2 separate regions of the Mus musculus genome follow, and region 2 is linked to region 1. Evidence: chromatin contacts called from public Hi-C data. All regions are on one chromosome and are shown on one strand. The core of a region is the stretch at or near the end of the contact, and the rest is flanking DNA. Distances in the headings are between cores, read along the strand shown. Region 1 overlaps Dpp6 (dipeptidylpeptidase 6). Region 2 overlaps Dpp6 (dipeptidylpeptidase 6).

Evidence for each region. A called contact is a pair of places that touch in the nucleus more often than the background predicts.
Region 2: a contact with region 1 is called in a Hi-C map of cortical neurons, with 1.8 times the contacts expected there. The contact joins two enhancer-like sites. A contact is called at or near these places in 4 of 484 Hi-C or Micro-C datasets (cortical neurons, embryonic stem cells and uterus), 3 of 115 datasets of contacts at active chromatin or transcription factors (SST interneurons, VIP interneurons and neural stem cells) and 1 of 9 other capture datasets (embryonic stem cells).

Annotation. Positions count from the first base shown.
Region 1 is chr5:27,065,106-27,071,435 of GRCm38.p6, forward strand. All of the region lies in intron 1 of Dpp6 (dipeptidylpeptidase 6), which reads left to right. Among named protein-coding and RNA genes, the nearest start is that of Dpp6, 19 kb to the left of the region's middle. Within about 2 kb of position 3,411, at least 13 of the 459 cell types and tissues checked have an H3K27ac peak or open chromatin away from gene starts, as enhancers often do. A contact at or near this core is called in SST interneurons and cortical neurons, where this site is marked.
Region 2 is chr5:27,472,045-27,478,374 of GRCm38.p6, forward strand. The region is part of intron 5 of Dpp6 (dipeptidylpeptidase 6); the gene reads left to right. Among named protein-coding and RNA genes, the nearest start is that of Gm52769, 25 kb to the right of the region's middle. Within about 2 kb of position 3,122, at least 5 of the 459 cell types and tissues checked have an H3K27ac peak or open chromatin away from gene starts, as enhancers often do. A contact at or near this core is called in SST interneurons and cortical neurons, where this site is marked.

The sequences.
Region 1 (6,330 bases), core at 2,161-4,660:
GTGAGAAATACAATTCTCAAGGCAGGATGTGCAAGAGGAGGACAGAAGACACAGGGGAAGAGTACATGAACCCAGTGTTGACATGATCCTTCCTCTCCCTTTAGAGTCAGGACTCTCCAGGCTCTGGGCCCCTCCTCTGTCTGAAGAGTCTGAACTCTTGCCAATAGCCTTTACTTTCTCTTTGCTCTGGAGTTTTCCATCTTTTATTTCCTTAACTGAAGAACTCAGGAGGACAAGAACACAGATGCTAGCTAGCAGGAAAAGTGTGTGTTATATAATTAAATACATAAGATAATTGAGACGCTTAGTCATCAGATAGCTGGATTGTGTAGTGTCCTCCTGTCCATGTTTCCTTGAGCACAGCTTCGGGCCCATGCTATCCTCGCTGACCATCAAGGAGATATGGGGAGCATGGTGATAAAGGTTTTTTCCTCAATCTATGTTCATATACTGATGCCCAAGCTTCAAATTATGGAATGTAAAATGCAACATTTGGTGGAGCCCTGATGAATGGGACTAGTGCCCTTATAACAGAGAGGGAGTGCCCTAGATCTCCATCTTCCTTGTAGAATACATTTAGCAGCCACAGTTTATACCTTGGTACAGGGCCCACTGCAGAGCCTGACACACTGGCCATGGCCTCAGCAGCCAACCTCCAGGTCTGAGAGAAGTCACTTGCTATAGTCTCTGGTACCCATGTGAGTTTCACTCCTTCTCAGAGGTGAGGAGGACTGTCCAATTTGGACTGACTGGCTTCCCTAGTATAAAAGGTGCCTAGCTGTCTTCCCAGGACAAGGGTGAAGCACAGGGGTGCAGGCAGCATAGACACGTGTGAGATGTCTACTCTCTATCCCAGGAGCTTCCACAGCCTCTGAGCTTGCTCACCTCAAGTTGACTTATCAGGCAACATGACAAAGGAGGCAAGATCAAACACAACACAAGTAGAACAATGGAAATGAGCCTGAGTTTGTGTTGGTCAAACCTTTTGAGTATTTTCTACTAACTCACAGTTTGAAACAGTCTGAAATTGAAACCCTATTGAGTCAGTCAAGAGAGTGTTGTGTGATTTTCCCAGGAAGATGTAAGCAGTTGTCTGTTTATCCTAAGTGGAGTACTAGGAAAAGCCCTAGTAAAAACTTTGGCGTAGTGAGCCAGCAAGTTTTTTGGGCTTACACACAGAGGTATAGGTAAGGGGTCACTTACAGAATCAAAGGCAGCCAAGCCACCAAAAGCCACACCAGCCTGGATGACAACATGCATGCGTTGGTCTCCCTGAATGTCTGGCAGATGCCTGGGTTAGTCTGGGAGAGTTTTCTCTCCCCAAAAATGACTTTTGCTTGTCTAATCTTGAGGGGGGCCCTATGCGTCTTGTAATTTTCAGGAGCTTCATGGGACTGCTTTGTTTCCTTTCTGAGATTTAAAGGGATGTTTAAGCAAGAACTGTCAACTCAATATGCAGTACATGGTTATAAAACTCTGACAATTGGTGCTATTACCTAAATAATCCAGGGGCTATGTGAATGCTCTGGAGGTCCCCTCATGACCTGAGGACAAGTTACCTCCCAGGAGCCAAGGTGTAGTCAATATGACAGAGAAACAACAGTATGACAGAGAATCTCAACAGTATTCTGGATAGACTCATCATGGAGGTGACATCCAAGGTCATCCTACCTATCTGTCTCAGGCAGTGTTTCCCAAGCATTTAGGAATAGGGGTATCTACCTCAAAGTGGATAACATCTTTTAGAAAAGGATGAGAAAGCCTTCCCTAACAGTGAGGCAAGGTGCATATTTCAGTGCAGCAGGCCAGAGGGAAGAGACAGTATTTTCAATAGCTCTTTAATAGACAGCAAGATATGAACACTTCCTGTATTTTTCTGCTAGCTCCCCATTACAGTCAGAGCACATCTGATAGCTCAGAGTAGTCACAGCTCGCTGGCATTCTTCCTGGTCTTTCTGGCTCCCGCTCTGGTCTGTGCTCAGAGCACAGAGTTCAAATAAACTCTGTTGATGAGAAGAATATAAGATTTCACTTTAAAAAATACCATCATGAAGAGCTTCATTTAATCTAATTCACGAGCACCAGTAGTGTGTGTGTGTATAATCAGCTATCAACGTTGCAGCTGCTTCCAAGCAAGATTGGTCATAGTTAGTGCAGAGCTTAGGGGGAACTGCTGGGACAGTTTCTTAGCTATCCTTTAAAAATCTGTGCACAGGTTGGTGTGTGTGTGTGTGTGTGTGTGTGTGTGTGTGTGTGTGTGTGTGTGTGTGTGTGTGTATCTTGATTGGTAAAGAGCTCATCTTGTGAGCATGTGAGCCTGAGTTTAAAGGATAGACATGGTAGAATATGCTTGTAATTTCAGCACCTAAGGAATGGATAGAGGCAAGTACCTAAAGGCAATTGGCCAGCCAGCCAGCTTTCATTAGTGAGCCCAAGCCAATGAGAAACCATCTTAATAAAGCCAAATAAAAGCACAGGGATAGTGCCTGAGGAACACCTGATTATTGACCTCTGGCCTCAACAGTCATACACTCACATATGTGCACCCCACCCCACACATGTGTATGCACAATTAGATCAATCTGCACATGCAAGAGGATTTCATGACCAAAAAGTCTAGAAAACACTGAATTCTTTAAAGTTCTGTTAATGGTTTGTTTCACTTGCATTTCACAGTGAATACTGGAATACTAAGTAGAGGTATTTTTAGAGAGATTTCACACTTATATGTGTTGGCTTAGATTGGTGATAGAATTTTGGGACAGATATTATGTGTCCCTCTTCATTCACTTCCGGCTGCCACAGACATCTCTGTCCTGTTCTATTACACCTGTTTTGGAAGTCCTGTTCTCTCTGCCCATATTTTATGCTTTCTAAAACAAACACCACAGACTGGGTGGCTGAGAACAATTCCTATTTGTTATCTCAGAGTTCTGGATGCTGGAAACTCAAAAACAAAAGTATAGAAGAGTCTCTCCCCTCTTGATGGTAGGGAGGGTCCTTTTCTGTCTTTTCCAACTGTGAGAGAGTTGATCCTGCTGTGTGTCTTCGGGTTGTAAGGAGGCCCTTTCTGTGAGTCTTTCAACCGTAGGGAGCATACTTCTGTGTTTCCTCCAGTTTCTAGTAGTCCTGACAACCCAGACCTTGTGTCAGCATCTCTCCAAGTTTATGTCCTCCCTGTTCCTGGCTACCTTCTCCAACTTTCTTTTCCCTTCTTATAATAAGCACAGTTGTGAGTGCCTGATTTCCACATAAGGACATGTTCTGAGAGACTTGGTTAGACAAGCTTCCTCAGCAGCCAAGATATGAAATTTGTCTAGGTATCTACTGATGACTAAATGGATATGTGCAATGTATTATTCACTCATTAAAAAAAAATCCTGTTGTTGGCAGCAACACGAGGAACCAGGCAGAACATTGTGTTAAGTGAGACAGCCAAGCAGGGAGTGTCTCAGTACGTCGAGGAAGCAGATATGTGGTGTAAATGTGGTGTAATGTTTTCCTAGCTGAGCAGAGCTCCATCTTCTCCCCTGCAGCTCACTGCCATTTTTGCTGGAAGCTTTAGGACTTGCAACTTCACTTTACTGTCCCGTTTCCTGAAAGCTCCACTAATTCCTCAATCTAAGCTTCCTGCCACTCTGACACACTCTCAGGAGCATCATGCTTTGAAAACAGAGGGCTTGATCTCACCTCACTGAATACTACCTATGTCCTCTGCTTTGTCCTCTTACAGGGCCTGAGCTCATGGAGGGCAGGGCTGTGTTGTGTCTCAGTGGCCTCCACGTGACCTCAAGCCCATGCTGCCCATCTCTGCATCTCATGGAAGGCATGCCTTACTTGACACAACAGGCAGTCCAGAGTGGCAGATGAGAACATCAATGCTGTATCTCTAGGGCTAAAACCAAAGAAGATGAAGGAGCCTCACACAGGCCTCCACTCAGGGCACCCATGGGCTGTGACATTTCTACATTATTCAGTCTCTCCACCCAGATGCCCTGCTTCCTGCTGGGTCTGGCTTAATGGGAAGGAAGCTATTTTTAAGTGTGTCCTTTCACAAAGCAGCAGCCACATCTCTTGGGGCTTCTGGTTCCTTGCCAGACAGTGGATAAAAATCCGTGTTTGGGGACAAGCAATGAGCAGGAAGTTTAGTAGTAAAAAAATGTAAAATGTCACAAGTCATTACAAACAGCAGCACCTCCACTGCTCTGTGTCCACCCTGTCAAGTGGCTAAGTGTGCACCCCCAGGGACACTTGGTCACCACAAACTTGACTCACAAAGTGATCCATTTCTGTACTCAATGGGCCTTGCAGCCTCCACACAGCAGCATGTCTGTCACCCAATCCCTTTGCAGCTTCCCTGACCCCTGTGCCTTCCCTTCACATGCCAGACTCTTCCATCCCCCTGCCGTGGCATGATGGCTACCAGGACCTCTCTGTATCTTTCCAATTCTAGAAAATGTCAATCATTTTTAAGACTACGTCAAGGTCATTTTTTTCTCTGAGGTAGCATTGGAGGTGTAAGGTGAGCCCAGACAGAGAGCAAAGGTGACCACCTCAGTCTGGTTTATATATTTTCCATGCTCTTGATAAAAGATAAAATGAAGCCATCTATTTTATAATCTCTCTCTCTCCCGCCCCCCCCCTCTCTATCAATTTTGAGGTGAGGTCACATGTAGCCTAAACATGTGTCAAACTGGATATATAGCCAAGCATGATCTTGAACTCCTGTCTCCTCTTTGCTGTGATTACAGACTGTACCACAATACCCAGGGTTTTCAGTGCAGAAGAAGAAACCCAGGGCTTGCATCATAGACAAGCACTTGTACCAGCTAAACCATATTCCCGGCCTTCTATTCATGGTTTCTGGGAAGCTACATCAATTATATGACATGTTCAGTCACAGCATCATGCTGTATGCTCTGGGGACAGACAGGGGTTTGGCTGGGGACAGAAGCTCAATCAGAACCCAATGGCTCTCCAGAGCTCACTGTGTTACATCTTTACCTGAGCTTCCTCCCCAAAGTTCTTTTCCAGTGAGCTTTTAATGTCAGCAGTACTAGAAGGCCCAGGATCCCTCCTGTCTATATCCTAGGATGTGTTTAACTCCTGCCTTGATCCCACAACAGGCATCACAGTCCTACCATTGGTCTCTCACCATTCTTGTCATGAGTGGCAGCCATTGGAGCATGTCTTCCATTTAGAGTATTCACCAATGAGGCAGAGCTGGAGTGAGATGGGGGATGGGGAGCTACGAGAGATGTGATGCCGGACTCACTGGACATAAACACAACCACAGTCCCATTGCTAAAGTATCCCTCTGTGAGGAAAAGGAAGAAATCAGGTAGGAAAAGTAAGTGGTGTCCCTTGCCACTCTCACTGTTCCTACTGGTTGGAGGAGCACAGGTTAGACCCTTCAGCAGGTCCTGTCATAGTTGGTCAAATTACCCTCCCCAGTCCAGTATCTATTGGGGAATTAACATTAAGGCATGATTAGAAATGGCCCAGATTAGGACCAGGCTGATGGTATAACCTCTCGATCCTTAGCTCCAGACCTCCTCTGAAGGGCCTGAGGGAACAGACACTGCACTAAGACGGACAGTGGCTGAGGGACTCTACTGATATGCCAGAATAAAGACCTCGGTCTGTGCTGGTGTTTTATTATTCTGCAGACCTCTCTTGGTATTCCATTCACCCGTTGCACCCCAGCAACTTGGTGTTCTTCAGCATCCTAGTAACTTGGGTGTTCTTCATGAATCCTCACTTTCTCCTAAGTCCTTCCTTGATGCAGTTGTGGCTATTAATTAAGGTCAGCCATCACCACCTTTTACTTCTTACAATCATCCCCCTCCATGGATGTCCCCTGAGGGCAGAGCCCTCTCCAGTTTATACTGGAACCAAGGCATTTGATGACAAATGTTCTATACTCCATGTTTTCAGATTTGGTCACTGGGGCCACATGATGAGCATTTGGAATGTGGCTGATGCAATTAGGAACTGACCTTCAACCATTATTTCATCCATTTTAAACTCATATCACTGTATGTAGCTAGTGACTCCCACTCTGAACATCATGGGTTTGGAGGATGAAGATGGGAATTTATATTCCACCAAATCACAGGAAAACATGCTGACTCATCCCTTTGGTGTAAGATCCCTGGATGAATCTCTTTATTAGTAATGGGGTCCAGTATTTTTAAGTAAAACAGTCCTTATTTCAAGTTAAGCTTACTGTCTTATTCAGCTAGTTCCCGATCCTGTGTGCAAAGAATCGTGTGGCAGCAGAGGAGACACTTGATTCCATCTCATGGGTGTCAGGAATGTCTTCCTGGG
Region 2 (6,330 bases), core at 1,872-4,371, 410 kb after region 1:
ATATTCTGTCTCACTCCATTGGGAAACCCATCCCCCTCCCAACAGACATCAGGTACAAAGAGGTTAGAATTGGGACTCCATGCCTACATCCCCATAAAAAGTATGAGTCATCAAGTGTCTGTGAGAGAGAATAAACTCGGTCATGTTTTTCCAGTTTTCCAGACGTAAAGTATCTGTGGGTCCATGAGCAGAGTGCCTGGAAGGTGGGGGGTGGAGTTTCTATGCAAGTGATCCTAGCTACAAAGTGTATCTATTTCCAATTCTTACCATCTTATCTCTTCCCTAAATGTTATCCCTGACTCATAGAGCTAATGTTTGTACATGAGTTCTGCTTCAGAGACAAAAAGAACTTCATGTCATTTCTTAGGACACTCCTTTTAGGGAAAGCTATGTCAGGAAAGCAGTAGCTTTTAATTTGTAGTTTGAAAGTTAGACAAGCCCCAATAAGTAAAAACTGCTTTAAAACAAACATGCTCCATTGGTGCTTCCCTTCATGCAGAGAGCAGCTGACATCATGACACATATCCTAAACGCTGCAGAAGTGAAAAATAATTGAAGCTGTAATATCTTAGATCATTTCAAAATATAGATATGTTTGTGAGAGGAAAGAAAATTTATGTCTGCAAAAGATTCTTCCTTTGATAATACTTTCTGTGAAAGCTCTGAATATTTGTAAATAATTTGACTTTCATGTTTAAAGATGATAATGAAAAGTGCTACTTTTAAAGCTCCTGGACAGCAGCCTGTCCCAAATAGCATTTTGTCTAAAAGATAGTCTAAATAAAAGACCCATCTCTCAGTCACTGATACTGTAAAGAGAGACCCAACAGTCAGTGGCTTAAACCAACAGCATCCATTATCTCTGGTTTCTGTGGGTCAAAGACAAAGGCTCAGGTTAGCTCAATCTGTTGACTTTGAGACTTTTATATAGCTGAGGTCAGAGTCATTGTGTTATGGCAGAGTATGGTGGCACAGACCTGCAATCCCAGAACTTGAGAGGCTGAGGCAGGAGGGCTGCCATGAGTCCAGTACTATAGTTCTGAGGGTCTGTGTAGCATCCTTATTTTACTGAACATAAGTATACAACAACAGTGAGTCAGCAAGACAGAGAAACACTACCTATGAAGATCTGTGTTAGGTTCTTTGCATCCATTTATTAAATCTGTGTGGAATCCAGGCAGGGAGTTTGTTTAACCAGGTTGCTTTACATACTATGTCAGAATCATTAATAAATAACTCATCTCCTCTCTCCAATAAACTTTGTTATGCAAGCACTGAGGTGCATAATGAGTTATAGAAGATATAGGACCCAGTCTCAAAAACCACCACCACCACCACCACCACCACCACCACCACCACCACCATCATCATCATCATCATCCTCTGGGCTGCAAACTTACCTTCAGACTCTGGTGAGAAATGGTCTTTCCCAAGTTCCTTTACATGGATATTTACATGGCTCAGTTTCTGTGGTCTAAAGGGTCACTCATAGACTCTGGGTCATAGAATGTCCTCAGTATCTCCCCAAAGATAGTCTAAAATGCAGTGGCTTGTCCCTCAGAGCAGCAAGCAAGAAGAGTATTGACAGCATGAGTACCAAGCAGTATTTCTAATCCATTGTGGACGCCCCCACTCCATGTCAGCACAAATCATTTGCCAGAAGCTAGATAGTGGGTCAAGCCCATCCCAAGAAGTGTAGATTGACAAGTCTCTGAAGCCATTATAGAGCTAGCCCCTTGCAGCTATATCTCCTTGACCTTCTTTCTCACATGCCCCCCAAAGCATCAAGAAGTCACAGAAACAGGAAAGAATGAGTTCAACATGGTCTTGTGTACTCTGTTCAGAGAAGGATGTCAGGAAAACCCTTCACTCTTTCTCAGATGCTTTCATGACAAGGATTTGTTTTTCTTCTAGACTGAGTAGGTCCAGAGGGAAGACATTCATGTTTACTGAAGAAGAGAGATCAGTTATTCATTAGTGACTCGGAGGTCATTTGCAAACCAATATGGGTTAACAACAAACATGCCTGGATTCCACACAGGTTCAATAAGTGGCATGAGAGGAGCCTAACGCTGATTTAATAGGCAGTGTCCCTTTGTCCTGTGTATTTCCTGTGTCCAGTGTCTCACTGTTGGTGTTTATTCATGATCAGTATAATACAGATGCTATATAGACCCTCAGAACTAGAATTCTTTTGAGAATCCCAATGAAAAAACAATTTTTGTATGTGATAATTTTACTACCCAAATCTAAAATTTAGCAATAAATTTACAATAACTTTCTTTGAGTTTGCTGGTTCCTTTCGTAAAGAATTTTGTGTTATGCACTCAGAAGGGAAAAAAAATCACCAAAACCAGCCCCATAGTTTATGTTCATTCTTACCAATGGCCCCAGCCAGCTGGGGGAGCAAGCGAGGCTTTGCTATTCTATGTGCAGGTTGTAGTTTGTAAAGATGACTTTTAGACTCATAGCCAAGGTCATTACCAAGCCATAAGTCTCCCAGCCATCTCCAACAAGCCCTGTGGGCACTGGCACAGAAGCTGGAAATTGACCTGTGAGGTTTGAACAGCTCCAGGTAATTGTCCTTCCTGGGAGACAATCTTGATTCTCTACTTCTTAAAATATTTCCTATGCTAGTTTTTAGCCAAGTAACAGATATTTGATTATCTCCACTTTTCTCAGTTGGATCACAGATGCTGGTGATGGGACAGGAAGTTAAAAGATCCCTTGCCCCTAAAAGGGTCTGTCTCAGGGAGTGGCGCAAGGTACCATGGTTATCTCCCACCTCAGAACATCGTGAGGTACACAGCTGCCCTCCTCAGACTAGAGAGGCCACCTCAGAGGAGGAGGAGAAAGGAGACGAGACGTGTTAGACACCTTTGCCCTCACAGGGAAGATGTGCTGTGTAAGCATCCTTCCCACAGCAGAGGCATCCTGTACAATCTCTTCCTCTGGGAAGAGGAGTGAGAAGAAACTTGTATGACTTTTTCCTCAGAGGGAAGAAAGTAAGCTATTCTATCCTTCTCCCTCCTCAGAGCATGTGGTGTGCTGTGCACAGCTCTCCCTCAGATGAGACCTAGTGTGATATAAACACTCCTCAGAGAGCAGAGGTGTCCTGTAGAGCTTCGTCAGACTGTGAGGTACCATTCACAGCTTCTGCCTCAGAAAGAAGCTGTGTAGAGCTTCCTTCTCAGAGGGAAGATGGTGCTGTGTAAGCTTTCTCCTCAGAGGACAGAGACGTGTGAGGTGCCATCTACAGCTTTCTGCTCAGCGCACATGGTGTGTTGTGTACAGCTTCCTCCGTGGAAGAGCAGTGGTGCCACATAAGTTTCCTCAGAGGAAGAGGGCATCCTCTGCACTTTCTTCATCATAGGAGAGAGGGTATGTACAGCTTGTCCTTGCTTGTTTCTAAAAAATTTATGTATCCTCTGTGGTTCATTGTGCATTTCCTGTAATAGTTAACTCCTACTTTACAGGATGGCATTTGCCTTAATTCTCAGGAGAACCTAAACATATCCAATGTAGACAATTAGCTGTTTGTCTATATGAAGGTTCCTATATGTAACTAATATCTGGACATTGTTATTTGTCATGTATGATTAGGCTATTACTGTTGTCCTTATTGCAATAAAGGTTAGAAAGTCCCTTTTGAAACAAGAGAGAAAGAAAGAAAGAAAGAAAGAAAGAAAGAAAGAAAGAAAGAAAGAAAGAAAGAAAGAAAGAAAGAAAGAAAACTCATTCTGCTCCAGGGGAAAGACATTTTGATGCTGAGCTGTGCATTACAGGAGTGAAACAATTTTCCTATTCAAGAAAAAAAACTGTCTTTTTCCTGTACTTTGTTAGTTAATGTAGCCAATTTTACCATCTGGAGGAATTTGAAATATATTATTTATATAAAGCTGGAAGGCACTCAAATATAGATAGACCTGATTCAACATATTTGGTGAAATAAATTCCATCTAAATTCCATGGTCTTCCATGCACATCTTTGATTTGGGGTATGTATGTATGTATATATGTATGTATGTATGTATGTATGTATGTATGTATATAATCATTATATATATGTATATATTATATATATAAAATCATTCTTATTTTTTAAGAACATGAGGACTGGAGAGATTGTTCAGTAGTTATGAATGCATACTGTACTCTCAGAGGAGCTGAGTTTGGTTCTTAGCCCACATCACATGACTTATAACTATCTATAACTCTAGCTCCAGGGGATCCAACTCAACACTTTACTGACTCCCTCTTCTAGCCTCTTTGCACACCGTATTCATGTACAAACACACACACACACACACATACACACATATACACACAGAGACAGAGAGAGACAGAGAGATGGAGAGAAGGAGAGACAGAGATGGAGAGACAGAGACAGAGACAGAGAGAGACAGACTGCCGAGTAATCTCTAGGTCCTCCTTTAGGAAGCCAACCTGCCCCCTGTTAAATGAACTCCTTGTACATTATTTCTTTCTACCATGGCTAACATTGGTCTTGCATGTTTCCCAAATGAGGGCTTAACAGTCTATACCTGCAGAAAGTGCTTAGCCTGCTCAGCTAATCTTGATTACCCAGCATCCCCTGCAACGAGAGGTGGGGAGATTGCCTTTAAGTGACTCTCCTGCTTCTCTGGAGAAGAGGAGTCGCCTATAGGACTTCCTGGAACTGCATTCATCATACCCACATTTTCCCCTCTGCTCTCATGTTCATCTTCCTAGTTTCATGACCTCTACTCTTCTTCACACACGAACGTGCACGTGTGTGTGTTAAAATATAGGATCTTGCATGAATGAAAACACATGGTGTTTGTCCTTTTGAGTCTGGTGGACTACATTTAACATAATAATCTCCAATTCCATCCCTTTTCCTGAAAATGCCGTGACTTTCTTTGTAGCCAAACAGTTCCATGGTACATACACACCATCCGTTTTGGCATTCATCTGTTGATAAACATCTAGCATGGTTCCATTTCTTAGCACATGTGAGTAGTGTGTTGACAACAAGCATGGACGTAACTAGGTCAGATATATGAAGTGGCAAAGCATGAGCACACATGGTGGAAGGATCTAGGCATCATTAGAAAATAAATGCACGGGTGGTATATTGAGCAAAGACATTGTGGTGTGAATAATACAAGAAATGAGCCAAGAAGGGAAGGATCAAGGAGCTAATGGGTATTAACCAGCTCTCCTGAAAGGGGTGGATCCTTACTGGGGGAATACACGCAGAGGTGTTTTGGGGGAAATGGGACTAGAGAATTAAGAGACAGTCCCACTGTAGGAGGTGACCCTAGAAAGGGTTCTCAAGGGAGCAGAGTGACTTCCCAAGGGTCTGGACTCTATGTAGGTAGAACATGGGGGCATCAGCATTCCTAGAAGATCTGCCATAGAAACTGCAGGTGTTTGTTAAGTGAGGAGCAGTGACGGGTCAGGGCACACAAACCATGGCTATGAGCACATAACATTAATCATTCCTACAGACCACCAGCCTGGAGGGAGACTCTGCAGGACCTAGTGTAACAAGTGAAGCTTGTGTAATTGGTGACAAAAGATCTGAAGAAAGGTAAATGAGGAGAGTCATGGGTTTGCTGAGTAACTTGGCCAGATATCACATAGAGCTCAATTAATTGTCTGTATTGTGAATGACCATCAATGTATGTATCAAGGGGCAGAGAGACTCAAATCCTTCCTAAAATATTTGTCCTTTATTTCCCATTGTACAAACTGTGGTTAAGGGTGAGCTGTTAACAGCAATTGCAGGCAGAGACTCCAGGCTGATTAATATGGAGCAAGCTACCTGGCCATCTGAACCAAGGATCAGGACTTGGACACTTACTGTGGATGGTTATCTCTACCTTGTGGCTGGAGATTTTCATAGTCCTGAAAAGGATTAGAAAACATGGTGGGCTAGGGAAAATCTCATTTGTGATTTGCCCCCACCCCCACTGTGTCACAGAAATGATTTAGCAGAGTGTTTACGTAAGAAGCTGTCCAAAGCCTTGTGGGTATAGGACAATATTGTTCACTTAGCATGAATGATATTAAACAGCCAGAAACGCTCTAGAACATATGCTTGTTTTTCTTCTAGGCAACCAGAATGACTTCAGTAGTAGCAGACAGACTTTCAAAACCTTTTGTGTTCTCACTCAGTCCTGGGTGTGTTCCCTAGGAAGGATAATGAATTCTTTAGTTTCTGGCCTTCACGGCATCAATGGCAAGTGCCTTTCAATTTGTTCCTTCACAGAGCGGGTTTTCATCTTTCAGCAGGCAATGTTTTTACCTTATGGCTTCCTTTATTCCTGAGTTTTATTATAAAAA